2 separate regions of the Zea mays genome follow, and region 1 is linked to region 2. The links are chromatin contacts, called in public Hi-C maps. All regions are on one chromosome and are shown on one strand. The core of a region is the stretch at or near the end of the contact, and the rest is flanking DNA. Distances in the headings are between cores, read along the strand shown.

Region 1 (2,700 bases), core at 201-2,700, 380 kb after region 2:
TCAGTTCATCGCGTTGTCGTGATCCCACACACAGTGTCACTACTTTACATCCTAGTCCGCATCAACTGACATACATGCTATTGGTGGGATCTTGCCTTGGCACCAGGGTGCCACCACCATTTGCGCTCACTAAGTCACCAGGGTCCCACCACGTCGTTGCAATGCAACAAATGTTGTCGCTTGTCACCGCCTACCTTCGCTTGCCCTCGCTGCCCCTCATATCTTGCCCCCTCATCGTCGCCATCTCGAGGCAGACTTGCCACAGCGATGCGTCGATGCGGTCGCTTCACCCCGGAGCTCTCCCCTCGCCCCTTGTTGGGCCAACCCTTTCCCTCTGTCTCCGCTTTTCCCATAGGGTGGCTAAAAAGGTTTTCTGATATTCATATCATTTTAGAACGCTCCTAATACTATCACTTAATCTCGTTATTATTATGAAGCTATTTTTATCTAGTGATTTAGTTATCATAATTTGTTTTTTTATAGTGGCGTCCCACCTAGAATTTTGTTTCAGAGTCCCAAGTGGGTTTGATTGCCAACGCGGGCGGTGGCTAGTAGCTGACATACTGGCCGCCGGCCAAAACGACCACGTCAACAGCTCACCATAAAGCTAGACCTTGTCTCTTAGCGCCTCTCTCGAGGTTAACCGCGTGGTGATGCTGTCGTCGCGTCAGAGTTGCCGCTTTCGTACGTCGTAATATCTTCTTCTCCCCGCTCGATCTTATCGTTTACGGACTCAGACTCACGCAAATTACGTTGGTCAAGTATTTTAGCTAGGTTATCAGTTCATTAGCTCGTGTCATAAGCTTAAATAAACTACTAGGCTTAAAGTCGCGATTAAGCGGCAGGGATGCTATGATTAAACAGCGTATCCGTACAGCAATTATCCGGACCCTTGCCGTCTAAGGGCATGTACAGTGGAGAGACACCAAAACGGTTCTCCAAGTACAGGAGACAACTAAGAGACTCTATTGTACAATGGAGTGTCTATAAACGTAGTTTATTAATAAATACAGAATTAAATGTATTTGTATAGCATCAGATCGATAGAACAGACGACAAACTCGTACAGTGGGAAGTAAGGCGTCTGTTGTTACTTGGTTTACGAGCCAGAGGCGTCTCTTCACGGAGAGACGACTCTAAGATTTTTTTGCAAATAACCCCCTAAAACACCTTAAGAGCCCCCATATTAAACACCACTGTACATGCCCTAATGACCTAGTACTAATCACTGGCGGCCAAGACCAGGGATGATAGCTCGTGCGGGCCCCACGGCTCCCATGACCCGGCATCGGCACGTGGGCCCTCGCCACCCAAAAATCCACGAGATCAACATTTCTCGTGTTTTCGCTTGGCCCGCGACGGCCCACGTGTCCCCAAGCCCACGTCACCGTCGCCGCCCATGCCCCACCTACCGGTACTATCTACTCTCTCTCTCCTCCGGCCTCCGCCTTCGACAAGCGCGCCCACCCGCGCGACAGCGGGCGCGCGCGGCTGCGACTGCTGCTGCTGCTTCTTCTCCACTTCTCCTTCCTTCCCCTATAAAGCAAGGAATAGTCGCAGCTTGCCCCAGCTTCGCAAGCTTTCCTGCTAATCCCTGCCATTAGTAGCAAGCAAGCAAGAAAGCAGTGGTAGTAGGTGCCACCCACACGGTTTTCACGGCTGCCGGCTGGGAGCGACCGAGGAGATCGTCGTCACGCTCGATGGAGGCCCTGGTGGGGAGGTACTGGGGTCTGGGGGGACGGCGGTGCGGGGCGTGCGGCGGATCGCCGGCGGCGGCGCACTGCCGGACGTGCCCGGGCGGCGCGTACCTGTGCGGGGGGTGCGACGCGGGGCACGCGCGGGCGGGGCACGAGCGGGTGTGGGTCTGCGAGGTGTGCGAGTGCGCGCCGGCCGCCGTGACGTGCCGCGCCGACGCCGCCGCGCTCTGCGCCGCGTGCGACGCCGACATCCACGACGCCAACCCGCTGGCGCGCCGCCACGAGCGCGTCCCCGTGCAGCCCATCGGCGCCGCCGCTGATCCCGCCGCGGAGAAGGCGGCGCTGCTGTTCGGCCTTGCCGCGGAAGGGAAGGACGGCGGCGACGCGGCCAAGGTCGTCGTCGACGCCAGTAAGCTGGACCTCCTGTTCGCGGACGACGTGGTCGACCCGTTCCTCGCCCAAGACTTCGCCAGGTTCCCGCACGCCGACAGCGTCGTGCCGAACGATGGATCCAACTGCGGCGCCGCTGTGGACTTCGACTTTGGTGGCGGCGTCGCCGTCGCCGCCAAGCAGCCGTCCTACAGCTCCTACACGGCGGCGTCGCTGGGCCACAGCGTAAGCGTGCCTTTTTAGTGAAGTGGTTCTGTCACCGTGCTCGTGATTATTGTTTTTCTATTCCTAATCTTCCTTTGGTTTTGGTCGAGCAGGGCTCGTCGTCGGAGGTCGGCCTGGTCCCAGACGTGATGTGCGGCCGCGGTGGGAGCGTGACCGGCGGCGTCATCGAGCTCGACTTCGCGCAGTCCAAGGCGGCGTACCTGCCTTACGCTGCAACTCCTACCCACAGCGTAAGGCCATGTGCTCTGCGCTCCCAGTCCCAGCTACAGAACAGTCTGCTTTGCTTTGCGATCAAAACGCGAAGAGCACGTAAGTGCATGCATGGAGGGTGCACCGATCTGAACTTGGTTTTCTGGTAATGTCCAGCTGTCGTCTTTGGACGTGGGCG
Region 2 (2,700 bases), core at 56-2,555:
AGTTCACTTGGACATGCACTCACAAGAACGAACCCCAGATGGACAGACGAATAGGAGGAGGAGCGACGACGAGGACCAGGAGACCGGAGTCCAGCCGACAAGGCAAGACTTAGCTACGACTCCATTATGTAACTTCTAAGCTCCACTTTCACCCCCCGATAAAGAGACTTGTGAGCCTCTCCTCCCTCTCTTGCCCACCTGTAACTCCTATTGTGAGTTTTGATCATCAATGGTGCCTGTAGCGCAAGCCGTCGATGATTGGAAGTAGGGATGTTCTATACAAACCAGTATAAATCTTGCGCCCACCACACACACTCTCTAGAGTCCGGAACACACACAATATATTTACTTGTCGGAGCGAGGTTCGAAACACCTACACATGACCTTATAGTATATTTGATCATGGTTGCATTCATCCCTTGCCAGCAATAAAAGAGGTCCCTGAGGCCCTAGGGGTGGTGGTCCTGACCCTATAGTCTTTTATACCGAGATCTTTAAAATACGTATTAGCAAGCTATGACCTTTCTCGAACGTTGACATAATATTGTAATATTGAATTCCTCCTTATTTAGAGTGTCGTTTAAATAAAAAACACCATTTGTATCTTAAATCTGTATACTATATAAAGCAACAGTTTTCACGGTCGTCGTGCTCCTCCACATTAAATGGTAAAAAACTTAAATTATGCACAAATGAGATTCAGAATCATGGTTGCTAGCTCTAAACCCATGTTGACACCCATCTAGCCAATATTGCACATGTCTTTGTGTTTTATATTCTATACTTACAAATGGAATCATAACAACATACATACACTTTGCTAGTGCATTTTGAATGGACAGTCTTGTTTTCTCTGTTTAGCTAGCTAGATAGCTAGTGATAACATTTAGAGATCTAATTTAGAATATCGTAGGAGGATTTTTTTCTCACCATAATCTCAATTCTTATCAACCAAAAAGATATAAAAAGACTTTTGGAGTTGCTTTTATAGGTATTATTACATATTTTTCTAGGATAAAGGAACAATATAAGTCCATTTTTTTTAAAAAAATATAAATTTACTTTGTAGGAAATTTTATTTTCGTCCCAAAATGTACTCCTCTCGTCAATGGGGATAATGTCTTATTTATGAGTTCCTTTTGACGATGTTAAAATAAAAAAAAAATCAGAATACTTATCGACACTAAGACCCATAAAGTTGCTAACGGGCTGAGGCCTAAAAGGCCAAACCACTTTCCTGGTGGTGGTTCGTTTCTGATCTCTGAGAGTCCGCCCCCCTAAACACCGCTTGGGCTATCCCGAACCCTAACCCCGACCGCCGCGCCAGCTACTCCCGTTTCGTCCTCGCGGCATTCGCGGCGTTTTCTCCCTCTGCTCGAACCGCGCCGACGAGCGACGACAAGAACTGCTCTATTCTTCAAAACAAATGGCGGTAAGCTATTCTGACTTCCACCGGAATGCCCCTCTTCAGGCGATTTACAAACAGACCCGTTCGCAGCTCTTGTGTGATTTTGCGTCGTCGTCTGTTCTTTTATTTTCCACGCTTCCTATCTGTCAAGCGCCTTAAATCGACTAAAATTTCAAGCGACGGCAAGTTGGTGCTGCACCCCAAAGCTCACCACTTCCGGTACTAGGAGAATCTTTGGTAGGTAGGCCGGATTGGGACCGGCGGAGCCGCGGGGACACCGGACACGAGCAAGCGGCGGGAGGCGGGAGGCGGGTGAGCGCGGCCAACTGCCCCGTCGAGGGGTTTCTGCTGTAGTAGTAGGGAGGGCGTTCAAAGTTGAGACACCTAGGTTGAATTCCAGCTAGGTGAGGTGTGCGACTGGAGTAGACACCGATTTTGGTACATTTGATGGAATCAGCTGTGCGACTGGGAAGAGGGGAAATTATGGAAGAGTAATTTTGAAGGCTTATCAGTGTATATTTGAAGGGAATCAGCTGTGCGATTTTATTGACATGGAATTTTCTTTTTCTATTCAAAATTGAATAGGAAGGGGTTTCCTCTCCCATGGATGCCTCTAATTCCCTGGTCACCAAACTAGCCCTCAGAGGTTGTTTGGTTCCCTTGACTGAAGTTTAGTTCGTGTCACATGAAATATCAATTATGAGTAATAGGCTTAATTAGGTTTAATAAATTCGTCTCGTCTTTTAGTCTTCATCTATGTAATGAGTTTTATAATTAGATTATATTTAATACTCGTAATTATCATACAAACATTCGGTGTGACAGGGAGTAAACTTTAGTTGGGTGGAACCAAACACCCCCTTAATGTTAGGGCATGCTTGGACTGAACTTTTTTTGGGGGAGTGACTACCAAATTTTATATCTGAGTAGCCAAAAACCGGATGTGGAAACATGACAGGCCTTTCTGTCTCTTTTTATGGATGTCACTGCTTCTGATCTCAGTCATACCTATCAGAAGTTCAGGCCAGTGGTTTCACCTTTACCAGTACCACTGAAGTATCATATAATAGCTGCAGTTGTTTCTGCTAACTTAATCCAAAGGTAATTTTGCATTCCGGTTCTAAAATTGCTTGTGATCTCAACATCACATGAAAAAGCATCAAATTGTAATGAGCTAAGCAGGGCATAAGCTGTTAAGCTTGATTCCCAGTCTTGTTATTATATTGAATTGCTAAAGTTGCAGGTTAAATCTAATTTACAGTGAAATACTTGACTAGATAATCGGACAACTG

What was found. A called contact is a pair of places that touch in the nucleus more often than the background predicts.
Region 1: a contact with region 2 is called in a Hi-C map of ear, with 3 times the contacts expected there. The contact joins the promoter of LOC103626702 here to the promoter of LOC100285502 in region 2. A contact is called at or near these places in 4 of 25 Hi-C or Micro-C datasets (bundle sheath, ear, endosperm and 1 more).

The regions. Positions count from the first base shown.
Region 1 is chr5:91,730,636-91,733,335 of Zm-B73-REFERENCE-NAM-5.0, forward strand. It overlaps LOC103626702 (zinc finger protein CONSTANS-LIKE 3), which reads left to right and starts at 1,451. Exons shown (of 3, transcript XM_008647090.2): 1 at 1,451-2,312; 2 at 2,405-2,542; 3 at 2,679-2,700. The coding sequence starts at 1,701.
Region 2 is chr5:91,348,177-91,350,876 of Zm-B73-REFERENCE-NAM-5.0, forward strand. LOC100285502 (small nuclear ribonucleoprotein F) reads left to right here and starts at 1,306. Exons shown (of 5, transcript NM_001370715.1): 1 at 1,306-1,432. The coding sequence starts at 1,427.